Regions from separate parts of the Gossypium hirsutum genome. Here region 1 is linked to region 2. The links are chromatin contacts, called in public Hi-C maps. All regions are on one chromosome and are shown on one strand. The core of a region is the stretch at or near the end of the contact, and the rest is flanking DNA. Distances in the headings are between cores, read along the strand shown.

Region 1 (6,512 bases), core at 1,875-4,374, 260 kb before region 2:
GTTGCTATAAGGAAACAAATAGTATACCTCGGCAAAACTTAAATTGTTGCTATAGGGAATGCTTCGGTATAACATTTTAGTAACGAACAAAATTTGTTGGTATATGCCTTTTAGACTATACCGACGATGATTCCGTTAATAAAAATTGTTTTGTTATTTAGTATTCCAACAAGCAATTCCTTATGGGTGATAAGGTCACATAATTACTATATATAGTGACAGATTTAGTAATGATTTCCACCGGTAAAAATATTTTTGTTATTTTTATATTTTAATTGGTATTTACTATTGGTATAAATATAAAATTTGTCACTTATGCCAATAGTATTAAATTAATTTTAAAACATTTTTAATAAATAAATATAACTTATTACAATAGTAATTATTTAAAAATGTTCTAAATAAAAAAAGTAAACTACACTGGAGGTCACCCTAAAATAGTGTTGTTCCTATTTTAATGGTTCTATTTTTTTTTTGTCAAATTCGTCACCATCATTAGAAAAATTGACCAAAATGGTCACTTAACTGTTAAACCTTTAACAAAGTGCTGATTGGACCAGCAAAAAAAGGAAAAATTATTCTTTTAGTCCCTCTAAAAATTACAAAAATTTTAAATTAATCCCTTAAATCTCCATAAAAAAACCCATATTAAATAACATAAAAAAATGCTGGATCTAGCCTCCAATATGCTTCCGCTGCCGTCTTGCCCCACTATCTCATTCGTTTCCTCCTCCGATCTGGAAATTGAAGTAAATTTCTTAATTACCCATGTATTCCCCTTTATTTATTTTCCAACTAAATAGTTGCACCGGTTTTTCAAATGCACTGTAATCATCCATATTTTCCCATTTATATATTTTCCAACCAAAGTCAATAGCGACATCAATAGTGGAGGAAGGAATTGAATCAATGATGTCGTTTTAAAACCTAATTAACATGTGTCTCCTAATTCTCTTTAGTAGATTTTTTTCAACACAAACAAAAACGATACATTAAATCTAATGCGAGCATCAAGGCCCAATTTCAAGCAAATGGACGTGATGGATTTAGCTTTCCTCAAGGCCCAATTATTGGCTCTAAGTCCAAACAGATTAGAGCCCTCGGAGGAAGCATTACAAACCAATAATAAGAAAGACCTAGAGATGCTCAAGAATCAAGAGACCTGTTAGAAATGCTCAGATATATCAAATATTGTAGAATTTGAGGAATCATTGAAAGATGTTCGGAATCTGAAATTATCGCTAATGTTAACAAAGAATGTTATTACAATATTCTGAAAGCAAGCTGCCAAGCAGCTGAACTAGCACCATCAGAAAAACATTATTGCCAATAATCATATGTAAGAAACTAAAGACAAAAATACACGAATCATAGCCCGCTTTCACGATTCTTCTTTGTTTAGAGCTTTTCTTTGTCCATACAGTTTTTCTTCTCGAGCTCGTTTTGCAGCAAGTGCTTCTTCATCTAGCACTTGTATAGGAGACCATTCGGGCAATTTCAACGAACTGCTCTTGTCAAACATAGATTCACTGAAATCATGTAATTTAGGTCTTAACTTAAGTGCAGCAAAATCGACTGCTGTCCCAACAACAGCAAAGATGAGTGAATAGCGATAAGCACCGAATTGACCACCTAAAATGCCACAGGAAAAAAAAAAACCCTTTTAAAAATAGCACTGGCACAGAATCACACAAGCACATGGAGAGAAAGCGAGAGGGACTGATGAAATTTACCTTGAAGACGACCCAGTATAGCACCGGTACCAAATCCAGCTATTGCAGAATTCAGTAGATCATCAGGTCCGGTTTTACGAGTAGCTGTTACAAACTCCCGTGCTCCTGCACGAATTAAGGAGAAGAAAAAGGTTCAAGGAAGCAACATCCCGATTTACTGTTAATAGCATTCGAGGCCTGTTACAAGTTTAATGCATTTCCCAATGCGGAATACACGACATCATCAACCTAGGTTGATCTACTAATACTAAACTATAATTTTCGTATAAGCAAAGTCATATCGACCTCAAAGTAACATATTTTTATCCAATAATACTACTACAAATCAAAACCGAAAAACGAGAGAGTAGTTTTCTTTCTGTATCTCTGCTATAGGCTAAATCTCGAATGGAGGAGTCTGCATTAAACACTATGATGCTAACTCAAACATGACCACGAGTATGGTACCAGATTATGTTATGAGAAAGAGAATGCTTTCCCGATTCTTATGACCGACAAGACGAAAAACGAATAAACTCCCTAATAAAACTAATACGACATTCTACCCTCGTTCATTTCCTTCCGAACTCACCAATCCGTGGTGTCAAACAACCAAATAGTTATCCAAGTCAAGAAAGCTAGTCCCACAATTTACTTAAATTTTTCCACCAACATCACTCCCGTTAACGACTATGTCACGGAAATATATTCCGTGCAAAGCGAATTCATTACAAGCAACTCGTTTATTTCGAAAGATCAAAGCAAAACTTTATCATGACTTGCATTTATATACGAGTACAAACGAAGGCAGCTAAAGAAAATATGATCTACCATCACAACCAATGGCATAAAATTAGGAGCAGGAATTCATTTAAGTACCTTTTCGATTGCTCTTAAAATTGCACACAATTCAACATTTTCTTAACTAATTTACGATTGGGGGGGGGGAATTTGGGTTTAACAAATACTGAAATTAATAGTAAATAAAGAAAGAATACCACAATAGCAGCCGGTGACAATAGCGAAATTAGTGGCGTAAGTAGCTGAAATATTAGCGAGGCCGTACACTTTCCGATGCTTTGACACCAACCCAACGCCTCCACCGGCAACCCCTGTTTAAAAATAAAGAGAACCACGCCTGACATTCATGAATCCTGGTGTTTCAATGAACAAACAGTACTAAAAGTGTGAGAGAGAGGGCAAAAGACAAAAGACCTGCAAGGACCGTCGGGATCAATATCCGACGCCGCCAGTCCACGGAGGTTGATGATGATGGTGATGGGGAGTCTCCTTGTTGGTTTGGGGATGCCATAGTTTCAGTTCGGAAACCTTTTTCTGGGTTCAACGAACTAGAGACATACTGTGGACAGGGACTTAGGCTAGAGAGTTATGTTGGGTCGGGTCCCGACATGTTGTTATACTTGCAAGGAAAGGCCCAAAGGCCAAAACCCAGAGTTTTTGTTAAGTTTTTTTTGGGCGAAAGTAGCTGTTAAGTCCCTCTATTATAGAGACTAGGTCAAATTAGTTCCTACATTATTAAATAGATCAATTTAGTCTTTGTTCTATTAAAATGAAGGGTAAACTACATCATTAGTCACTAGACTATAAGTAAGTTTTTGTTTCGGTCGCTTAACTAAAAAAGTTACAATTTGGTCATTGAACTATTCGAAAGTTTTTATTTAAGTCACTAAATTATTCAAAAGTTTTTATTTGAGTCATTAGGTTGTTAAGTTTTTTTTTTTAAAGTTTCGCCAGAAAGCTCCAAGTGACGATTCGACGATTGGTACAGTGGAATAACACCTACCGACAAGTAGAAGAACATACTTTAGATCCAAGTCGATCTGACTATCATTGTTGGAGATCGAAGAAAAAAGCTGTTTGGATTTTGGTTCGTAGATTTGTAACATTAAAAGTTGTTTCATGAAAAAAAAACTGAACTGTAGAAGGGATGGGGATAGAGAGCTTTTGATTGGTTCAGACAGTGCAAACAAAGAAAGCCATATAACATCGGTTTTAATAGCCTAGTGATTTAAATGAAAACTTTTGAATAGTTCAATGACCAAGTTATAACTTTTTTAGTTAAGTGACTAAAATAAAAATTTATCCATAGTTTAATGACTAATGGTGTAATTTACCCTATTAATTTTTATCAATAAAATATTAGTAAAGGGTAGAGATGGAAAAAGATTTTACTCATATCATATTAAGCATTTGACAAGCATTTATCACTATTCCAATGGTTAGGTTTTCATTTGTGTTTAATAGACCGATGATCTGCATATGGCATAAAATTTGACATATTTGAATATTGATTTTATCTAGAGGTACCAATTGGTGAAATTATTCCAAGATATATAAAAAAAATATTAAAAAAATTGAAATCCTGGATGAATCTTGCAAAATTCAGTTGCATTGTTTTATTTTTAATCAAAGGTGTTATCATCTATTTTATGATTTGAACCTCAGTAGTATTTAAGTACAAAAATTCCAATGACTTTAAAATTCAAACATAATCCAAATGTGGATAACATTTTACATAATTTTAGGCATAAAAATTATTTTGTTATAGCTTAATTGAATATTAAGTTTATTTATTTAGTCTGCATAGTTATGTTTTGGTTAACTTTGTTTATTTGATTTGGGAATTTTGGATTTGATTTATAAGATTTTGGGATTGGTTTAGAGCTTCGTGTATAAAAGTTTTTGTAAATATATCTGGAGTTCATGTGAAGATGAAATCATAAATATAATTAGATAAAAGAACAGACTGTTTAAGTCCATTAGAATTTTAAGGCATGTTGGAGCATTCAAGCATCTTTTGCAGTAAAAAGGGACCGCAGAAAATGACATCAAAACAAGTTTCAATGTCTAGGTTCTGCTTTGGGGGTTTAAAAAACTAAAATTAAAGCAAATCTTAGCATTTGCATGGCTTTCATCAATCTTGACATAATATTTTTTACCACTTATTACAAGGGCTAAAGCACTATAGATAATGAGATCTATATATATATATTGATTGGCTCTAATAGATGCCTTCAATGCACTAAAAAATGGACACCTTTCAACTAGGATTCAATTAAATTACCTTAAAAACTCAGATTATTCAGCCTCACAAACCATTCATCTTTTTTTTCTTCATGAAGCTTAAGTATCTGGCCCTACCTCTTCAGAAGCCGAGGAGCTATCGGCTCCTCGTTTGCTGTCCAGGTCGCTGTTCTCTATTACAGGTTCGGATCTCTTCTGGGGTTCGACCCCGAGTCTTTGCTTGTATTCTGTAATATCATATTCAATTATAAAATAAACACGTTTAAGTGTTTGATTAGATCATAAAAAGTCAAGATAATAAGGTTTAAAACCGTGAAGAAAGGGTTTACTTTTGTTGGTAATCGAACGACGAGTGTATGCCAAGAACTCATCCCACTTGAATCTACTAAGCTCTTGCTTTTCCTCCTCAGGAAGCTCAAAGTTCGGTTCCCTTCCGCACATGAATGCAGCTCTACAGATTAAAAATATCAACCAATGAGTTCCGAATCCTTTACAAGAGGCTAGGAACACATATACCTTTATAGATTTTTCATACGTACCATCCCGTATGTATTTATCATAGACTTATATGAACATTTTTGAAGAAATTCATTAACAATCATTACGAACAACATAAAAAGCCTAACTTATTATCACCTATCATATAAACGAGCAGCTTCTTCTTGCGAACCAACAGTCCCTAAGTGAATCTGCTTCTTGTCAACTTTTATTGCAGCCTGCCATTTCATATTTTTGAAGTATACACCCCTCATGAGACACGGTTCTTGGTTTTGAACATGCTTCCTCCTATGCCTTTTCCTCCGCTTAATCGTTTGCCCTATAAACAATAAAATCGTACATTGGCATCAGTCAAAATGTAGAAGCTAAAATGGCTTGAAGCATCAAGTCTTGATGCTGATGAGTACTGACATGCTTTATCTAGAAGCAACATGGTGTGAACCGGGACAGCGACACATTATTTTCCTCTTCATTCTAACCTACAAACATGGGTCAAATACTATATCTTCCTCGAATTGCTTATGTATTTACGTCAACCACACCAACAGGATTCTAATAGTTAAAACAGTCCAGGTTTTGTGCCTTTAAGTATCTGAAGATAAAACCATTTCCATAACATCATTTCGCAAAATCATTCTCGGTCAGTAATTTACCTTACTGCAGTGCTTGAACTAATGGGTTCAAAACTATGAATTTTTGATGAATGAATTGTGCAATAACTTTGTACTACCATACAAGAGAGTAAAGGGCACGAGGGAAAAAGCTTTCAGAGAGTTTTAGCATAACCTGGGGGAACATAAACTAAAAGCCATTGCAATAACAGATGCACTACCAAAGAGGAAGTAAACGACCACAGCATAAAACCAACATAAATGGCCTAAGGTCCGTCATGCCTAAGTTCCTTCTAGTATACAATATCTCTATTTCATGAAAATGACCTAATTTATGTATTTTGTACATGCATCAAAAGGCAGAGTACCTGAAAGAAAGGCGCTATATTTGGGTTCATTTTCTATCTTACTAAGGATAACATAGAAAAAAAAAAAAGGCCGTAAACAATGTAAAAGTTTTCCAGCTTGATTGATTTAAAAAATATGCAAAACCGGAAGTTTCTTAAGAGACAAACCTGAAAAAGGTTGATAATGAGGCTCTTTTGATGAACCAGAAACATTTGGTGATCCAGAGTGAACCTTAACAATGCTTTTCTGGTAATCAGCACCGAATAGTTATAATACAGAACTGTGTAATAGAAATGGA
Region 2 (6,654 bases), core at 1,966-4,465:
TCTGTTTCTTAGGTGTCATAAGCAATGGAACTAATTGTTTCTTTGAAAAGGTAAGCTTTTGTAAAGCGTAAGTCATGAAAACACTAGGAGTAGGAGTAATGTCGAATACTTTGCCGTTTGTGCTCAAATTGGGCTTGAAAGTGGACCAAGGAAAGCCGGTTGCGCAGTGGATTACAGCGTCGTATTTGCGGCCGGAAGGGCTTTTGAGAGCTGCCCCGTCAGGGGTCTTGTAGTCGATAACCTCGTCTGCTCCAAGGCTCTTGACTAAATCAAGATTACGTGCGCCACAAGTGGCTGTCACGTGTGCGTTTCCAAGCTTTGCGAGTTGAACTGCGTATTGACCTACGCCGCCCGATGCGGCAGTAATCAGGAGGTTTAGTTGCTGGCCGGTTTTTTCGTAGCTGAACCCGGGCGTACGGAGGAGACACTCGTGAGCTGCGAGGCCAGCGATTGGTAAAGCTGCTCCTTGAAAAGCCGTTACCTCTGGTGGCCTTGAAACTGTCAAATTCTCCTTCGCCACAGCAAATTCAGCCAGTCCACCTCCACATATGTTCTGTCATTGCAATATATATTCGTAATAATTTGCCATAGCCAATGACTTAAAACGATGCTAAATTGCAGATGAAACAAAGCTCCTTTATTAACCGAACAAAGTCTGAGGATCACTTACTCGGAAAAGATAGTCATGTAAATAAGGTGATTGCATTATAAACATGATACGACTCAATACCGAAAGAGACACGGCACAAAAGTTTGGGGCCTTGGGGTTGTCCCAATAATAACCAACAAATAGTTTAAGTGGAACACACACTCGAACATGGTAACGGGACACGACACTCTTTGGGACTTCCAAATATATGAAAAAGCTTTAAAAAGTTAGATTTTTCTTCAAGAACTATTGGGGTTGCACTAAAACCACAAATGCCATAAACTATTTATCCAAATTGAATTACCATGCTACCCTGCAGCTCGTATTCGTATCTGATACTCTTGTCTGATACATATTGTCAAACATGTAACAAATACTCGCACTCAAATCAGAATAACATAGACCAGAAGAATAAGAATGGCGACTTACGAAAAGCACGGCCACAACTTTATCGCCAGCTTTGAAATTCTTGACTCCTGATCCGACCTCGAAGACTTCTCCTGCTGCATCAATACCTGCTCCAACAAAAAATTCTTTAGCCGACGATCGAAAATAGGCATTTGAAATATTTGGCATTGAAGAGAAGTGCAATGTTTGCAGATGGAGAGATAAATGGTAGGTACCAGGTATGTGGGGGAATTTGCGAGGCAAAAATGGCCACACTATCCCTTTCTGTATTCTCAAGTCAAATGGATTTATACTAGTTGCCTCCATTTTTAGTAAAACTTCATCTTGTTTTGGAGAAGGAACTTGAAGTTCAACATGCTGCAGCAAATACATTTGCAGATATATGTTATAACTGTACCATGAACCCTCTCAGTTCCATATCCCTTTTGGAGTTTTGAACAACACGCCCGCACGCACTGTCACATGCAGGAGTAATATGCACCTTCATATCATTAAGTCGTTTCACTGCAAATGAGTGGATAGACCTCTCGGCCTTCCACAATACAAATTGGAATTTCAGAGCTTTGACTCAAACTAAGCTTCCAATGCCTACTCTTTTTTATCTTTTTACGTAGGAGAAGGATTGTACATATTAAGTTTCAAAATCTGAAGTCGTCGGATGTTATTGTTAAAGACTAGTTTACCAATACTTTTGAAAAGTGACGTGTAAAGTACTTTTGACAAGTGCTTTTAAAAAATTTAATTTAAATTTTGAGTGTTTAGCATTGCTGTCAAAAAGTGTTTTGAAATCTAAAATGTCCCTTTTAGATATGTTATTATCAAGTAATAAATATGTATTTAAATAATATTTAAATTAGTTAATATTATTATATTTTAGTAAAAATTAAAAAAATATTATAACTTGTTGTTAATATTTTAATATATGAAATATAAATTATAAATATTTTTAAGCAATAAATATTAATTATTTATAAAATTTAATTAGAATATATAAACTATATTTTAAATATTTAAATATAACCATTAAATATTTGTAATTAGTATTTTAAAAAATATGTTTTTTATTTTTAATTAATAATTTTAACATATTTGTAATTACTCATCAAGAAAAGAAAAAAGGAAATACTATGTTATAAGAGGAGTGAAAAAGTAATTAAGCACCAAAAGTGCTTTTGGAGAGGAAAAACTAAAAATTTCAAAAACATTTTTGAAAAATTAAAAATTTCAACCTAAAGAATTTATTTAGCACATCTTTCTCTTTCAAAAGTACTTTTAAAGCCAGAAATACTTTTCTTAAACACTACTAAACATGCCAGCTAAGCTTCAGATTTAGCAGCTTTTTGTTCTGCTATAATACCTACATAAATCAACACCAAAAGCATAAACAATATGAACATTTATATTCCTTCGTAAATTTAATTATCCATTCTTAGTCTCCCTTGGTCAATATAATCACAGTAGATAAACAACCGGGATTCAAATCTCCATTTCTAATCGTGATATATATATTCGAATCTAATTATGAATTTATCCTGCTACCTTATAAAAACTCGGAAATTAATCCTCTATTTTAATTTATTTATATTCTTCTATAAAAAGAAGCTGAGATGTTAGCCCAATAAGTTCATCTTCATATTGTCAAACATCACCATGTATAAAACTAACATTAAAGATCAACAGTTAGGCAAAAATGAAATAGCAAAAAGAAAAAAGAAGAAGCAAAAATCAGTAGTTGAAACTGAATTATTTTGCAGTTTCCATAATGTCGAATTTTGATAAATGAAATTCAATTCTGATAAAATAGAGGTATGAGATTCAGAATTAGACCATTTTTACTTTGTTTTAACTTTTGATCTGGGAAAATTATAAGAAAAAATGCTAACAAAAAGACCAAGAAAAAAAGAAGAAGAAGCAAGCAAATAAAAGGATGAAGAAGATTACTTTCAAAGCAGCGGCACCTCCGCCATAAGTGTTGTATTGAACAGCACGCATCATAGTATTCTTAGCCATTTTCAGTTGTGAGTAGAAAATGAATGAAGGTGGTAACTGAGAATTGAGAAGATAAAAGAGAAAGCGGAAAGGACCAGAAAGTGTGATTAAATCATGTATTTTTTGCAATTAGATAATTGGGCTTTGAGGGGTAGTTTTTATAGTGAAATGAGGCCTGCATTTAGCTAAATTAACGGTTATACCCCTCTTCCAACAAATTCGCAGAAAACCTTTGGTTACATTTCTATACTTTTTATGTATCTATATTATAATTTAATCCCTTAAATGAATTACTGTTATTTTAAATTAAAAATTAGTGTACAAAATTAATTAAAAATCAATTTAATTGGAAATTGATAAAAAAATATTAAGTTAAACTGTTATTATTGATACTTGAGGATGAATTAATCGAAGGACAAGAGAATGATAAAAATCAAGTTAATATACTACAATAAATGGGTTTGATAAAGATAGACATGTAATTTAATGATTTAAATTATTTTTTTTATAAATTCACAAAAAAGGTTAAAAAAGGTTTTTCCACTTTCCAACTAATCACATCTTAAACAAAATTTTAAATATAATTCGCTAACATCAAAAAAAGAATCAGTTCCATAAATTCTCTTCGCATTCAACTTTGTGTTACTTTATTTATAATTATTATTATTTTAAGAAAAATATCATTTTATTTTATTTTATTTTTCACCCAAGTGTGTTATTGCACAGTGGTAGATCTAAAGGGCTGGCAGGGTCGACCCCCTAAAATAAAAAATTGTTCATTTAGGCTTTTTAAAAATTTTAAAATTTAAATTAGTAAAAATAAAATTATATTTTAATCTCTTAAAATGATAAAAATTATCAAATTAATCTCTTAAAAATGATAAAAATTAAAATTTAATTTCTACCCCTAAAAATTTTGGTGGCTTCACCCTGTCATTGGACTAGTTCATAGTGTATTATTTCATATATTGTTCTATAATCAAATTAAATATATTTTTAAAGTTTGTATATTTATATGAGAATTTCTCTGTAAATAATTTATATTATATAAATAAGTTAATGTATTGTAAATTATTTTTTACAGTCATAACTTCTTGAATGTGCTACAATTGATTTCTTCTTCTACTCGTTGTTTCAAACTTGCCGGCTTGTCCCATTTCAAACCTCTACTTTCCTCCTTGCCAATAATTACTGATTTTCAACCATTTTTAATACATTTTATTATCTCACAATTTCATATTTTATAATTTTTATTCCCTAATTATATTTTTAAAAATAATTTATTCATATAAATTTTAATATAATAATTCTATCCATTTTTAATACATTTTATTATCTCACAATTTCATATTTTATAATTTTTTATATCCTAATTGTCAAAACCTTTTTTTTTCTCTGGACACAATCCAGATTCCGACCATAGGAGCCACCAGTCGTCAGCGACGGCGACCACCGTCCCCGGGGGTCGAATTTTTCGAGAAAGGACTATTTTGGCCACTTTGTTTTCCTCAACCTCGATATGAGGTCAAAAACTCAAAAAAAAAAACTCAAAAGACCAAAAATCTTTCGAGTTATTTTGCGTTTCGAAGGCTTTTTCCTCAGAAAAAGGGTCATCTTTCATCAGAGATGACTACCTCTGCCACTTGCGGTGGCAGAACTTGAATCATCAAGTAAACTTTCCCTTTTTTTGTTTTTATATTAAAAAAATAAAAATAAAAATAAAAAAGAATCACCTTTCAAATGTTTGTATTTTTTTTATTACTTTGTCCGTATCTTTGTTTACATGCTATTGATGGCTTTTATAGCCGATTAGAATTATAATATTTCCTTTTTTTTTTGTCTCTGCTCGGCTACTGTTTCTTGTGTGTTGCCTTCTGTCCTTGCTTTCTTTTTGTAGGTGTCCCTGGAGTCAACGGTGGCAATGGGAAACGCACCCTTGCCATTTTGGTGCAACTGGGGCAGGGGCATGTCAGGCCTCGGGTGGCGAGCGCGCTGGCGCAGCATAAGGAGCGGCGCCAAGGAGACTTAAGGTTTCTGAGAAAATGTTTAGGTTATTAGGTCATTGGGGGTTTCTTTATTTTGGGCCGTTTAAAACTGTAAATTTTGGCCTGATGTTTCCTGTAAATGGACTGTTGTAATTGATTCTAATATCTTCTATTTTTATTTTTTTGTTTGGCTTCTGTTTCGGCCCAGGCTAAATTGGCCTATTACACTAATTATATATATTTAAAAATTATCTGTTCATATAAATTTCAATATAATAATAATTCTATCAATTTTAATTTAATGTGCAATATCATATATAAATATTGATTTTATAACAACATTATCAAGTTAACACAACTTTACATTATACTACACACACGCAATTATATTAGTTCAATATGAATATATATATATTTCTTTTAAACATGTACAATTGAAATAAAATCAAAGTTTTATATATACATATGAACTGCAATTTATTTAAGTTTCATTTATATAATAACACCAAATAAAAATTTAATCAATATTTATGTATAAATTTAATATTTAACCCTATAAATATTAAAATATTCACTTACTCATATAATTAACACATAATTTCCAAAAAGATTTTGCTCATTCAACTATTAAATACTTTTACATAAAAACAAATTTATAAGCAAAACTTTAATTAAAAAATTGAAATATGAACATAGTAAAAGTACATACAATTCAAACCTCAAATATGAACTAATAAGAAAAAGCATACAAGTCCAACATAATCACATTTCATTGTTGAAATTGTCAAACCAAAAAGCAAGGAAATGTAGGAACCGCACAAAAGAAGAGCTAATCTGTGAATACAGAGCTTAGAACACATGATACATTTCATAAACATAATTTTCAAAGTCCACAAATCCTAATTATCCATACAAGCAACATGACCTCCAAGCATCACTGTTTATTGTTTTAATTGCTTATAACTGCAGTTAGTACAATAAAGTAATATTTTATAGACTAAGGCTCCACAATGATCTTACCAGTGGCATGACCATCAATGCTCTTAGCCCATGCTTCTTCAGCCTTACTTAAGGGATACTTTGAATCGATTACCGTCTTAAGCTTCCCGTCTTTCACCAAGTTAACGAGATAATTGAGGTTCTCCTTCTTAAGTGATACAAAGAGTGGTTCCAGCTTCTTCTTTGAGAAAGTAAGCTTTTTCATAGCAAAAGTTAGGAAAGCACTAGGACCAGGGGTTATATCGATTACCTTCCCATTTGAACTTAGATTAGGTTCAAAGGTAGACCAAGGAATGCCCGCTGCACAGTGGATCACTGCATCATATTTGCGACCCGAAGGGCTTTTTAGAGCCGCCCCGTCGGGAGTCTTGTAGTCAAGAACCTCGTGCTCCAAGGCTTTTGACAAAATCCAGATTACGAGCCCCACAAGTGGCTGTTACATGTGTGTTTCCAAGCTTTGCTAGTTGAACTGCGTAATGACCTACACCACCTGAAGCAGCAGTAATCAAGAGGTTTACTTGCTGGCCACTTCCGTCAAGCTTGACCCCAGCTGCCTGGGTGAGTGCCTGGTGAGCTGTGAGACCAGCAACAGGCAAACCTGCACCTTCGGCAGCTGATACTTCT

Evidence for each region. A called contact is a pair of places that touch in the nucleus more often than the background predicts.
Region 1: a contact with region 2 is called in a Hi-C map of leaf, with 2.6 times the contacts expected there. The contact joins the promoter of LOC107954060 here to the promoter of LOC121219405 in region 2. A contact is called at or near these places in 3 of 34 Hi-C or Micro-C datasets (leaf and petal).

Annotation. Positions count from the first base shown.
Region 1 is chrD07:12,563,935-12,570,446 of Gossypium_hirsutum_v2.1, reverse strand. It overlaps LOC107954060, which reads right to left and starts at 3,124. Exons shown (of 4, transcript XM_016889530.2): 1 at 2,928-3,124; 2 at 2,711-2,824; 3 at 1,734-1,838; 4 at 1,207-1,632. The coding sequence starts at 3,024. The coding sequence ends at 1,382. LOC107954059 (ethylene-responsive transcription factor-like protein At4g13040) reads right to left here. Exons shown (of 7, transcript XM_016889528.2): 4 at 6,382-6,460; 5 at 5,394-5,574; 6 at 5,087-5,208; 7 at 4,615-4,984. The coding sequence ends at 4,857.
Region 2 is chrD07:12,298,911-12,305,564 of Gossypium_hirsutum_v2.1, reverse strand. It overlaps LOC121219405 (chloroplast envelope quinone oxidoreductase homolog), which reads right to left and starts at 3,215. Exons shown (of 4, transcript XM_041097507.1): 1 at 2,999-3,215; 2 at 1,273-1,414; 3 at 1,079-1,164; 4 at 1-553. The coding sequence starts at 3,067. It overlaps LOC107943456 (chloroplast envelope quinone oxidoreductase homolog), which reads right to left. Exons shown (of 5, transcript XM_016877211.2): 4 at 6,418-6,654; 5 at 5,734-6,416. The coding sequence ends at 6,029.